Regions from separate parts of the Mus musculus genome. Here region 2 is linked to region 1. A link is a contact called in public HiChIP or PLAC-seq data. All regions are on one chromosome and are shown on one strand. The core of a region is the stretch at or near the end of the contact, and the rest is flanking DNA. Distances in the headings are between cores, read along the strand shown.

Region 1 (7,012 bases), core at 2,286-4,785:
TTCAATTAATATGTCTTGAATTTCAACTTACCCTCCCTGACCTGCAAACTCATCCTTTCAGATAGCCTGAGTAACCCTCAAACTCTCACAGTCTTATTGAACACGGATGGAGAGCATGGAGATTGGTGATGCCTGCTTCTTGGTTTTCCTCATGAAAAGCATCACACGAAGCTTTCGTGGTGAACATTCCAGACCAATGGCTGATGCTGCTGCAACATGCAACTGTATCTCCACCTCAAATTTTCAACCAAACAAGATTTTGGATTTTTGGTTTCTATAAAAACACAATGCTCAAAACAAGCTTCGCCAGCTCCAGTTTTGAAGCGATGTGGGTTTGTGAAGTCAGCCAATCACACTACAGCACTTGTAAATGAACATGAGAGACCACTGCCCGGCTATTTTACAATGGAAAAGTCATCCATCCGAAAGTACATTAGCCTAGGCTTCTGGACTACAGAGCTTCGAGTCACTAAGTATACCTTTAGGATCCCAGTTACTTCATCTCTAAAATGAAACCATGGAGCTAAACAGTTTCCAAAGCCAAGTCGCATAGTTTTTTGAGTAATGCGATCTCAAATCATACAGTAGAAGCAGCTTGTAAAATTTTCCTTGGGAAGAGACATGGATCTAACCAGACTTGTTTACATGCAACGTTCCATTGTTTATTAAGATCACCCGTGTCCTTTCTCACAATGAAGCTACAGGTTTCCTTCACTTCCCCTCTCTCCTCTCCCTCTCCTCTCCTCTCCTCTCCTCCTCCTTCTTCTTCTTCTCTCTCTCTCCCTCTCTCTCTCTTGCTCTGTCTCTCTTCTCTCTCATATGTGTGTGTGTGTGTACACAAGCATTGTGAACATGTGTGCATTTAATTTGTACTTGCTGCTGTGTGTAGCGGCCAGAAATGAACAATGAACGCTCAGTTGTCTACCCTGCCTTTTGACACAGGGTCTCTCTCTCTCTCTCTCTCTCTCTCTCTCTCTCTCTCAACAAGAGTATACCTATTAGACCTGGCCTACCAGTGAGCACCAGGAATCTGCCTGTCTCTGCTCTCTGGAGATGGGATTAGACGCATGCCACCACACTCGGTATTAATATGGGTGCTGCAGATCAAACTCAGTGCTTTTGCTGGCATAGCAGGTAAAGTATTGGCTGAGCCAGCTCCTGAGACTCTTCTTCCCACGTTCCTGAACTCCACAGTTGTTAAATACATTAGACGAGCCTAGACTCTCACCCACTTGTGCTGGAACAAGCCAAAGAAGGAAAGGGCAGAACACAAATGCTACTTCCCCAAACACCCTCATCCTGTCGATAGGATGCCACCACAGTGACTTAGAAAGGCAGTAGTGAGGTTTGTTTGCCTCGACTGTGCTCCTTAAACTGCCTAAGGGGAAAATGAGGTGTTGGTCTGTCTTGTTTTTAATGTATAGTCTGTCTTACTTAGAGTTTCTATGACTGTGATAAAATACCATGACCAAAAGCAACTTGGGAAGGAAAGCGTCTGTATCAGTTTACAACTCTCAGGTCACGGGCCATGACTGAGAGTAGTCAGGGAAGGAACCTGGAGGCAGGAACTGAAGCAGAGGCCATGGAGGAGTGCTGCTCACTGCCTTGCTGGTTGTGAGTGACTGCTTTCTTACACCATCCATGACCACCTGTCCTTGGGGGCACCACTCATAGTGAGCTGAGCCTCCCCACATCATCCTCAGGCAAGAAACTGTTCCAATGACTTGCCTCCAGGCTAATCCTATGGAAGCATTTTTCAAGTAAGATTCCTTCCTCTCCAGGAGTTTCTATCAAGTCGCTATAAAAACCAGACAGCACGCCATCCATCTCAGATTGACATTTTATTGAGTAAAAAGAAAATGATCAAGAAAATAAAATGCTATTTGCATATTACAGCAACTTTAAACTGTTACACAGATTTCCAAATGCTTATTCAACATTTTTTAACTTCTCTTGTGGATGTCAGTAATGAATTGTTCATTATAAATAGTTCACAGAGCCAATCACACAGGACTGTGGACCGCATTGTGGATGGTTATGCAAATCATTATTCTATCAATTCCAGGCACTTAATGGCCAGCTTCTGTGTCTATACCAGGCACTGATGCTATTCAGACAACTGGCTTAAATGTTTTTTCAATATTTCAAGTTTCACCATGGCGGTTAAGAGAGAAGCCTACTATAGATAAAACCTAAGCCTAACTCAGCCTCAACTTCTCTTGTCTACTTTCTCTCCCCATAGCCAAACTCAGCTGTTTCCTCAGAACAAGCCCTGATCGTCCATTTCTCTTGACCTGCACTATAACACTCAAGCCACTCCTCTGTCACCTCCCACCAGGGTGACTGCAGTGGCTCTAAGTGTCTCCCAGCTTCCTCCCCAGATGCCATCTCAACCCCATCAAGTAGAGTTGATCTCTTCAAACAGAAAGTGTTTTACCACAATGAACACAACGCCTTGGTAAATACAACACCTTGCCATGGCCAATCTCATTCCAAACTACATTTCTATCCTTCCCCTAGCTACACAGATCTTCCCTTGCCCATTAAGTTTGCTCCCACTTTAGGGTACCTAATCTATTGCCTTAGCCAGGAACACTGTTGGTCTCAGCATAACTGTAACACCTTTAATGGGGCTTTTCACTTCTACCCAAAAAGTTTTTTTCCCTTCACTGAGATTTCTGTCATTGCTTGGCTCACTGCCTGAGTGACAAAACCTGCCATGCCATTAGCATCCAACAAATATTTACACTCCATAAGGAAAACTTCCAGTAATCCAGGAGTCTTTACTTGGTTGCTTCCTAATAATATGAAAAAAAAAAAAAACTAATTTTCTCAAAAGAAAAGAGTCCAAATAAAAAATGCTGAGGATTTCTTTGCTGACTTACTTGAGATCTAATTATGTGAAGAATTTTGATGAAAAGAAGGAAAAATATTATGGTGCATAATGGTGCTAATGTGCAAGTTTTTATTGTTTACCCCATCTCCTTCCTAGGGCTTTATTAATGAGCCAACTATCTCGTATTGGATAATGTATTACAATGAGTTCCATTTGGTTGCAGGTCAAGATAAAATAGCACAGTGTAATTTAAACAAAATGATGTTTGCTTGGTGAATGGCAGACTCATTATAATACTTGCTTCTTTCCTCTGCACTTTAGCTCTGCTCTCTCCAGCCCCCCTCCCTTCCAGATCTGGGGAGGAGGTAGACAAGCCAGCTGCTCCACAATCTAATTTGGCCTCTAAGCAGAACAAGAATCAAGGTGGCCCCTCAAATGGCCACATATCACAAAGGCCAGACACCTTGCCTGGCTGCCTTTGAACCATAGTGGGAGTTTGACAGCCATGTGTGAATTTCTGAAAAGCAAGGCAGGTCTTCACCACCTGGTCACTTCTCAGAAGCAACTCTGAGGCCCATGGCGCAGGACTAATCCCAGAGAGGCAGCATCCCCTCCAACAGCCAACCTTCAAAGGATGGGTAGTGCCCTACACCCACCTGTGTTAACCGTCAGCTGCCCACAAGGGAGTGAGTGCTGGGAATGCCCCTGTTATCTACAGCTTTCATCTCTGTGGTACAGAGACGCTGCTTTGGTGGGCTGCAAAGATAGGTTTCTAGGGTGCCTTCGCTTTTGATGCCACTTCACCATCACGATGAATGTGTGCCATCTGTGGAGCAGAAGTGCACCTGACAGGAGAGCTGGACCAGGCAGGGAGTCCATGTGCAGGCATCCTCAGTGAGGCGTGTGCTCAAAACCATCCAGCTTGCTCCAAAGGAATATTGAGCTCAAGTTCTAGAAAATACAAAGAATGCTTATTTATTTACCTGTTCTCTCAGCTATAAAAAGTACATATTGTGAGCCAATGAACCAAGTTAATATGGTCCCAAGGTACCACTGGGTCTCCAAGGTAGTACTCTGAGCACTTGGATCAGGGCCAAAAGGTGACTATCTGTGGTGCAATCATTTGTTCATTTATTTTTTTTTCTTCCCACATCTCATTTTAACATGATTTTGGAGATGTGGTAAATACTTGGCCATACTATACTTTCTACCTTCATCAATTACTGTTTTTTTTTTTTAATGTTGTGATTGTGCCACCTATTTGAAGAAGATGAACATGTGAGCAGAATTTCTGAGACCTTTACTGCATCTCTTCTTCCCTCATGATGCCACTGAGCAGTTTGTTATTTGATATACAGCATATTAGACCTTAATTACAGAACAATGCAAAGTGATCACTTTGGGTGCCATCTGTGTAAAACTCCTTGTGATTCTCTCAAATTGAGGACAACTAAATAAGATATAGTAGACTCATTTAGGCTGACAAATTCAGAAGCCATTATGTTAGTGAAAACACTCTTGAAAAGCAAATGCTATGAACAGCGCTCCATGCCGTCCCCGACATCTAGGGCCCCCACATGCCCGACTTGTTTATGAACTCAGAAGCATCTCAAGTCCGTCAAACCCTCATCTGCAACTTGCACGTGTTCTTCGTTTTGTCCTCAATTAAAACCCTTCTCCTGAGTTCTGTGCACCTGCATAAGAGCCACCAGGTGTTCAGCTGTTTAAATGCAAAAACAACAACCAACACACATTTCTATGTGGGACACACTTGATAGATGGGGGGAAGCAGAAGCTGGTTCTACAGGCAAAGGCCCCAGCCAGAACAAGAGAAAGGAAATAAAGCGGAATGAAAACAAATGCTTTGTGTTTTTCCCCGAGAAAGGTCAACAAATACAATTTCAGAAAAACAAAAAGCAACACAGCTTACCAACATTTGAAAACAAGTTGGATTCGACACAAAAATCTAGATACCGACATCCTGCATATATGCATAGTTTGTATATGTGCATGTACAGAAATGCTGAACGATCAGAGCCCCTAGCTAGTGCATCAACACAGATGATAACAAAATCAAAATATTTAACAAAAGACAAAGAACATTGTGGAAGAACAAAAAGCCTCTTCAGTTACCAGTAGCTGATCATTTCCCACTCTCTTTAAAGCACTTAGTAAAACATGTTTGCAAAGACATCTGATACTGTGGTTGGTTGTTTTTGGGTTTTTTTGTTTGTTTGTTTGTTTGTTTTGTTTTGTTTTAAGTCCTAATCTGTGAGTGATTCAAGTTCTTTGCAGGACTTCCCATCCTTGGAGAAAAGATGGCGAAGATGAGAATAATTAGTGGATTTTTCCTTCTGTCTGGTTGTTAAACACCCTAATTACTTCAAGCACCATTCCTACCACTTTCACACAAGCCATCCTTTGAAAACACTTTTCAATCGAAACAAAAATTGATGCTAATTTCTTTCCAAGAATATAGCCAGTATTAACACAACTTGGAGAGTCATTGGAATTACATTTTTGTTTTTGTTGTTGTTGTTGTTGTTTTGTTTGTTTTTTGAGACAGGGTTTCTCTGTGTAGCCCTGGTTGTCCTGGAACTCACTCTGTAGACCAGACTGGCCTTGAACTCAGAAATCTGCCTGCCTCTGCCTCCCAAGTGTTGGGATTACAGGCATGTGCCACCACTGCCTGGCCTGGATTTACGTTTTTAAATCTTAACAGGGATGTCAATATCCTGACAGCACACAATGGAGATAATCTACCACACCCAAAGTGGAACCAGCCAGAAACTCTTTACAGTGACTACACACTTTTGTAGACATAAAAAGTACTATAATTATATATCACGTACCATAACTTTTATTACTGGCTTGCCATTATTTTGGTACTAAAATGCCATCCTGTATTCCTTCATGCAAAATTTCCTTACATTAGAATTACAGTGCTGGACTTTTATTTTTCCCTCTTTTGTGCTGAAGAGAATAGCTTTTTCTGATTGTTATCTCAATAAATCAACATGTTGGTGAGGCCTGTGAGCACATTTTTCATTAGTTTCTTTGTCATAAATTCAATGGATTAATAAATCATGACATTATTTCTTTCTAGCATAAAATGTAACAATGGAACCAGACACGAGACACACACTGGCTGAATGAATAGTTTGTGTGCTCCAGTTTCGCAGCACTCCTGGCTGTTAGAGGCTAATGAAGTCAGCAATTAGAAACGTAATGCTCAAGAGACAACGTTCACCCGGGATGGAAAAAGAGTGAGATTTGTTTGACCCCTGCTTGGGGGTGGGGGGACAAAGTGTATCTAACAATAACTATAAAATAAAATGCAAGTAGCAAGTGTTACAAAATCACACCAACAGTCCCTCAATGATAAAATTACACCTGGCTGAGGGAATCAGAAAGATGGCATGCATGGAGCACATGACCCTTGGTATGCATTTAAAGGATAATAGAAATTCTCTGGGTAGAAATGAGTGGTAGCCATCCAGACAGAAACAATAAGAGCAAATACATACAGGCAAAAGAAAATGCACAGTGCCAAGTGTGGCCAGTTTTGCTTCTATCCTGGGTCCATGAGAAAACACCCTGAAACGCTATATTGAGACAACCTTAGTAAGTCAATAGTCAATGGGTAGCAGGTAGGAGTTTTAAATTGACTGCAACATGAAAATTAACAGGATATCAATGCATACAAGTTGGGATTGGCAAAATAAGGGCAAAGGATTAGAAAATACACATTCGATGGAAAATGAGTGAAGGTAAAAACACGAGTAATAGCAAAGAGAAGGCAGAGTGGTTAAAACTGTAAAATACAGGAGGGGCTGGGAAGATGGCTCAGCAGGTCAGAGGAACTTCTGCAAGTCTGAGACCCAAGCTCAAATCCCCAGCACCCATGTGAAAAATGCCAGGCATGGCTGAATACTCCCAGAAGCTGAGAGTTGGAGGAAAGGGGGCCCATGGAACCTGAGAACTCCATGGCCAGCCTGCCTTAGGAGTAAACAGCTAGCTTTTGGTTCAGTGAGAGACCCTGTCTTCAAGGCAGTAATGAAGAGAGCTATGAGAGATGCCCACCTCAAATCATGCACTTGTGTGGGCTTGTATGCCTGTATCATACACACACACACACACACACACACACACACACACCAAGCACATACTTCTATT
Region 2 (7,232 bases), core at 3,358-5,857, 98 kb after region 1:
TGATGCCCTCAGTTTTTCATTCATTTAATTCTTTCCAACAATATTTATTAAATCTCCTATTTTAATATTCTCTGTTGGGTGCTGATCATACAGCCAAAATGGCCAATCCTTTCCTGACAATATTTGGGGACACTTATACTAAATATATGCATGATTTTAAATACATGTATATGTGAAATTTAATTCCCTTTCCACAAAAACCTTGACATCTTTGAACACAGAGCCTTTGACTAATTTCATCTCCCAACGTCCCTGGTACCTATTAGGTGCTCAATAATTGTTTGTGAATAAATGCAATGATAAACTGGATACTAAACCAGAGAAAAGTAATATTTCTCACATTGTATTAGCCTCATTACACTAACTGGACAATATATTTCTAGATTTTTAAAGCATTCTTCCGGGAGATTGGTTGTTTATTTCTTCTGAACGGGTCATAAAGAGATGATAAAGCTACAAACCCAAAGAAACTAATTACTCACTACTTGAAAGGATGAAGTGAATTTTGAGCTTTATGAATGTAAGCTAATAATAAGTATCATGGATAGTAATTATGCTTACAATTTTAATTAGCGAATGCTGCTGTAAATTAGAAGGCTGGGTCTACATTGGAAACAGAACCACAGAGCTCTTTAAACCTGCAACAAACCATAGCACGAGAATACTAAGAGGCTGACAGACTCCTAAGATGAAAACTTCAAGTAGTTTCAGACAAAACTCACACAGGTCATCCTGAAAGTCAGTGCAAACCAAAGGTCATTAGCACTCCAGTTAGTAATGATAAGAGATACGAGGAATAATTATCTTCTGGTTAAAAATATTACAGGTGAGGGAAGTGATATAGTTTCATTATAATGTCAAAAAGTAAAGATTTTTTTTTTAATCACAGAAGAAAATGATGGTGCTTGTCTGTGAATCCAGTACTAAAGAAGAGGAGCAGAAGAAGCAAGACAAGTCTGAGACCAGCCTGGCTGACTCTAGAGAGTTCTAGGCCACCCTGGACTAAATAATGAAACCCTGCCTCAAGAGTGAAAACAGGGGACTGGAGAGATGGCTCCATGGTAAGAGCACTGACTGCTCTTCCAGAGGTCCTGAGTTCAGTTCCCAGCAACCACATGGTGGCTTATGACCATCCGTAAGGGGATCTGCTGCCCTCTTCTGGTGTGTCTGAAGATAGCTACAGTGTACTCATCTACAGAAAATAAATAAATCTAAAACAACAACAAAAAATAGTAGTAGTAAAAAACACTAAATAAAATATGCCAATTACAATATAAATATCAAACACTGTGTAGAGGAGAGTAAGCAGTGTCCTCTGAGTCCTCTGGAATTAGATCACATGTCCTACAGTTCTCTAGCTCACCCATGCTTCCCAGCTGTGATTACGTTAACTCTTTTGACCTACAACTTATGTCTAGAAGCTCATTTTCCCCTCAACAGATTAACCAACTCAATGAGCTTTCTAGCCATGTAGTCAGGAACACGATGCCCCAGATGAACACATTTTGACCAGGAGTGGGACTTTGGGCATCAGGGAAATCGTGAAGGAGCTAAAGAATAGTCCTGGATTCTGCTAGCAACATTTCTTTTGAATTCTTCCCTTTAAACTAACATACTTTATTCCAGGTATATCTGTATTACACATCAGAGATATTTTTTATTAAAATTAGGGGCAAATTTCTAAGACTTGATTGAGAGGGAAACACAGTTTGGCTGTTCCTCATGCAGGACTATGGGAGTAAACAATCCTAGAAACATTTCAAAGGTCTCTAGAACCCCAAAGGTATTTCAAGTGCAACCAAACAAAGGCCTCAAAGTCGTTTCTTGATCAGTTGTTTCTTCATTCTGCCTTGTAACAAATGCAAAGCCAATCTCTGTGTTTCTTGCCTTTGGCTTGAACCAAATGCCACTCTCACCACATTAAATATCGACCATTCACAGTCAGCAAGTCAACTTCCCCTGACTGCCTCAAGCCTGAAACATCATAACCAAACCCACCAATCACATCTGTTGAAATGTCCCCATGGAAAACTGTAGTTACTAGCTAAGGCCAGGCAAACCAACCATATTTATTAGGTTGTTTCACAACTCAAATTATAAAAATGTATCCAAACTTTTGAAACAGAATGGAGGTGGGAAGCATGTGATATGTTTCAAGGGACTGTGCACAAGGGTGTTCATGGGGACTTTCTGTGGAAGCTACATACTTTATGAGTTTGGGAAAAGGTAGAACTTTTTAAAATCTGATTTAGTGAGTCCTTGTAATCGCTCCAATTATCAAAGACTAAAAACTATTGCTGTCACTTAGTTTTAATGAAGACACGAAGAAATTAAGATACCTTCCTACACCCTTGAGAGGAGCATAAATGTAAATGAGCACAGTGACACTTTAATAAAGTCTTTTAAATGCTAAGATGTGTTGCCTTTGGTTCAATAAATTTCCTTTGGGGAAGATATTCTATAGCTATTCTATAGAAATGCCTCCACAAGTATATGTTAATATTTATATAATGCCCGGGGATATTTATTTGAAAGGTTGTTAGCTACTTTGAAAGGCAGAATAGAATACAGATTATCGCCAAAGGGGCATTATTAAATAAATTATGATCCAGAAAGAGAATAGAAACTACATTATGTATATATTACACATATGTGTTATTTCTATAGACATAAGTAAACAAAAGAAGTTCATGTGCAGAAATGACAATAGCAAGTGCAATAGGATCCTACTTATCCATACATATTTATACTTTATACACACAGAAATACAGGAATTCTAGAAATCTGTGCACTAAAATTCTAATAGTGCTTAATCTAGAAAGTAGAAATATAACTAAGAAAAATATCTGTTAATTTAATTATTTTTTTCATTTGAAGTTTCCACTCAACACATGTAATTTTTTGTTAGTTTTATGTTCAATTCAGCTCAAATAAAACTTTTTAAAGACCAGATACGTAAGTATTCATGATCTTTTTTTTAACATTCTTTCTTTTTCATTGTTCTACAGAAAAGGTTTGAGACCTGCCTAAGTCTTAAAGCTGACCAGCATCTTTACTCTTGTTTGTTTGTTTGTTTTCTGTTAAATATGTCTCAGGGGGACTAAAATCCAACCTGTAGACAACATGAAGCTAGGACCATGGAAGGGTGATTTGAAATCCTTCAAATGCTCTTGTCTTCTCTTGTAGCAAAAGGTGTGAGAGTAGACACCTCAGAGTCTAAAGGCTGAGGGTCTGATGCTGGCTCAGATCTATCCCAGTCAGCAGCATCACCTTGGAATTGTTAGCATCTACCACCGTGTCTGTAATGTCGTCCCTCCATAGGCCATGGACTCTGTGGGAAACCAGCCTGGGGTGATATGGACAAGCGAGACAAGACTGTGGCTTAGAGTGAGATACCATCAGTAACCTTGGGTGTCTAGAAAGCACAGCAGCAGCTCATTTCTTGTCAGCTCTAACTGTAACCCATGCACTCCCCTGATTGACTCACCCTCTCCTGCTAACAGTGATATCATCACTGACTGTCCAGTAAGCCCCAAAGACCTCTTTCTCCCTGGTGCTGAGATTACAAGAATGGGATATCACACCCAGCTGGTTTACAAAGGTTTGGGGAATCCCACTTGGATCTTCATGCTGTGAGCACTCTGTTGACTAAGATCTCTCCCCATCCCAATCACACTTCTGTGCACCCAAGTGTGACCCCTCTTTGACACATCTGACCTACCCCTTTGTTCTCTCCCTGGGTACCACTCCTGATTATCTGCCCCACAACATGCACGAAAACATTTCTAGCATCTACAAAATAACCAGAAAATTCTTTCCCTTCTTCCGGGGGACCCATTACTGAACCACTTTAGAAAGAAACGCACAGTTGCAACCCCTTGTTACACATCCCAAGAACATAACCTCCGGGTAGGCTCTCCTCCATGGCAATTCTCAGAATTAATATGAATCAGAATCACTACAGAGATTGTTTTCCAAAACATGCAGATCATTAGCTCCCAGAGAATCTGCCTATTTGCTTAGGATGGAGTCCAGAAATTGCATTTTTAAATATTGCTGTGGTCCTGATGAAGTGGTGTACAGGTCATGTTTTCTGAAACACCGGACTTCTCAGCTCAGCAAATGTCAAAACCTGGAAAACTGTTCCTTTCCTCCCAGCCTGGAATTCTTTGTTCCTGACTATCTTCTCTTGCCTGAGCTAACCGTGTGCTCCTCTGTCTCCCCTTCTGCAGCTCTTCCCAAACCCTCCTCTGCCAATAGCATTCATTTATATCCACCCCGGTGTGTTCCATCTGTTCTAGATGCCTGCCACGTCTCTGAACTTGGCCTTCTATTCCTTTCCTAGTTTTCCTCCATTCCAAACAAAAGCTAAATCAGTTCCAGCTTTTCTCACCCCTCCTTCGGTGCCTGTAAGGAAACCATCTCTCTTAGTTCTGATTAGAAACACAAAAACATAATGAATGTTTTGGCTCAAGGCACGAAAAGCACAAGAGTTACCTTGCTCCACAGGCCTCCCGGCCAGAGTGCTAGAATGTCTGCAGCTTGGTTGTTAACACTCGATGCCACAGAGATAGCAACATATGCTGTCTACTCTCTCCTTGCTCTCTTGTCCCATAGTGCACAATGCTGCATTATGTATCAGCTCTCACTGCCCTTCCCACTCTCCCACACCACAGACGGCTAACCACAGATGATGATAGCCAATCACAGACCAGCAGACCCCCCAGCTCCAGCTGGCACCTGGCTCTTCAGGAAGTTTAGCTGGGGGACCTGAGTGCAGAAACATTCAGGGTGTTTATTCTGAAAAGCTAGCTGTCATTTCATCTCCTGAGAATGCCTACGGTGGAAATGATATCGTCACTCTAATCTCTGGTTTCTCCCTGGACTCTGAGGCTCCGTGCCTCAGTTTCTGCATGAAAGAGCTAGCAATAGGAGCCAGCAATGGGAGCCAACAATGGAAACCAGCAATGGATGCTAACAGCGAGAATGCTTAGAGAAAAAAATTTTGGAATGGTACCTGTTCTTAGTAAATTTTCTTTTAAATATTAATAAAAGCATACATCTTTATTTATTGTATATTATAAACACCCCCAGAACTCCTCCACCTGATCAGATCTCTGTCAGGTGATACATTTTTTAGAAGAAAATCTTTGATACATCTAGAAAGAGAACTAAGTTTAAACATGATTGTATTTCTTAAAATCAAGAGACCTGGATATAAATGACTTAGGTTTTAGATACTTAAACACTGTCAGTTTAAGTCTGATCACCTACAACTTAGTATTGGCCTTATTACAGCAATGGTCTTGTTCTTTGGCTGCTTTCTACATACTTAATTCTTATAAAACTCATATGCAATCGATAGTATTATCTCTAGAGAAAGTTTTCAAGTTATAGAAAAATTAGCCCATGGTTACCTAGCTGATAGATGTTGAAGATCGGTTGGAATTATGAAGTCTTCTCTATGTGTCTCTGTATGTATCTCTCTGACTCTACCTGTCTCTGTCTGTCTGTCTGTCTGTCTGTCTGTCTTTCTGTGTGTCTGTCTGTCTCTTTGTTTCTGTATCTCTGTCTCTCTACTTGTCTGTCTCTTTCTCCCTTTCTCTGTGTGTCTCTGTCTTTCTGTTTCTGTCTGTCTCTCTGTGTCTCTTTCTCTCTGTCTCTGTGTGTGTGTGTGTGTGTGTGTGTGTGTGAGAGAGAGAGAGAGAGAGAGAGAGAGAGAGAGATGTTTGTTTGTGACCACACTTGCAGGTGCAGGTGCATCTGTATGCAGTGTACATATAAAGGCCAGATGTGAAATCACCCATTGGCTGTCTTGCTCCATTGCTCACTGCCCTTTTTTTTTTTGAAACATGGTTTTTTGTTGACCACGAGGCTCAACAATTCCAATAGATGAGCTGTTCAGCAAATCCCAGGGATCCTCCTGTCTCCACCTCCCTAGTATTTGGACTGTTGACATTGCACCGCTGTACCTAACTTTTATACCTGAATTCTGGGATTTGAACTCAGGTCTTCAATTCATGCACTGGGAACAAGGCAGAAGAGCCATGGAGTGACTTCCATGAAAGCAGGAACCCTCCCTACTCATCCCATGAGATCACAGAAAGAAAAAGAGGAAGTCAGTTGTTCATGCTTCATCTTGAAGGAAAGAGAAAAATACATATTATCTCAGATTGCTGGAGCAAAGCAGCAGCAAGCCTGGATATCCCAAAACCTGGCCTCAGTTCTCTACACACATTAGAAACCAAATGATAGCAAGGTGACCGAGCCACTGTCGCTTGCCCTGGGTTCCCCTGGGCTTTGTATCCTAAGTACAAGGCAAGTAAACTTGATGAGTTATCATTTGGCTTCAAACCAGAGTTCGAATATTTTTCTCGACTCAAATATTCATAAGTACAATACTTTTCATATTTTCTTGGAAAACGTAGACTCAACAAGAGTATATGTATCAAACAGTTTAGGATAAGAATATAAGGGAGAGACCCAATAATTAACAGTGTTCTCTCTGTCTCTCTCTGTTTCTCCCCCCTCCCCCCACCCGTCTTTCTCTCATACATTTCTGTGTTGCTTACTTTTATCGACCCTATATCACTCTTATATTTTTGGTTGTGAGCCTAGCCTTTAATGGCTGAGCCATCTCTCCAGCCTCCTATAACACTCTTATAAACAAGCAAATTCAGAAGTATTACAAGTTGATACTAATGAATTATTGAAAGTATTGGGTGCATACAAAAACAGGCTTAAAATTGTTTAGTCCCAAAAACTTCAGATGTGTTTATACCAATTATTCTAAGTCAACAGCACTAGTATTTTAATATTCTCCCCAATTTTTCCATCAATCTCTTCTTTGATACCCACATGGCATTCATTTTGCTGTTATTTGTCTCCTACTGTGAGCTGAGACCACAAGTGTGTCCCTGGTCCTTTCACCTAGGGACAAAACTTCTATTCATGATCCTTTCAAATATTTTCAATGAAATCAGCCCCACCTGAAGCAATCCCTGACTTTCATCATAAAATTGCAAGGTCAGAGCTGCCTAAGATTCTGTGTTGTTCCAAGCAAATGAAAAATGGAACATGCTGACAGGTGTTGGCCAACTTTTTCAGGAGGCAAAAAAATGAAAAGGGCCAGGTAGAGTCTGGACCACGTAATGCCAGGTTCCAGCCTGCATCATAGCCGTTTGGCTGAGTGATTAACTATGGAGAGGCTGAAATGCTCCCAGGTCCTTTGC

Evidence for each region. HiChIP or PLAC-seq counts read pairs in DNA pulled down with a chosen protein or histone mark.
Region 2: a contact with region 1 is called in an H3K4me3 HiChIP or PLAC-seq map of the SCID.adh cell line, with 32 read pairs. The contact joins the promoter of Rag1 here to the enhancer-like site in region 1. A contact is called at or near these places in 1 of 15 datasets of contacts at CTCF or cohesin (thymocytes), 19 of 484 Hi-C or Micro-C datasets (the C2C12 cell line, DN3 thymocytes, the G1E-ER4 cell line and 7 more), 5 of 115 datasets of contacts at active chromatin or transcription factors (the SCID.adh cell line, T-cell acute lymphoblastic leukemia, bone marrow-derived macrophages and 2 more) and 2 of 9 other capture datasets (adipose tissue and pancreatic islet).

Annotation. Positions count from the first base shown.
Region 1 is chr2:101,548,011-101,555,022 of GRCm38.p6, forward strand. It overlaps Gm39887 (a long non-coding RNA gene), which reads right to left. Exons shown (of 2, transcript XR_866575.1): 2 at 1,827-3,787. Among named protein-coding and RNA genes, the nearest start is that of Gm39887, 6.3 kb to the right of the region's middle. Within about 2 kb of position 3,536, at least 14 of the 459 cell types and tissues checked have an H3K27ac peak or open chromatin away from gene starts, as enhancers often do. A contact at or near this core is called in DN3 thymocytes, the P5424 cell line, the SCID.adh cell line and 2 more, where this site is marked.
Region 2 is chr2:101,644,925-101,652,156 of GRCm38.p6, forward strand. It overlaps Rag1 (recombination activating 1), which reads right to left and starts at 4,608. Exons shown (of 2, transcript NM_009019.2): 1 at 4,498-4,608.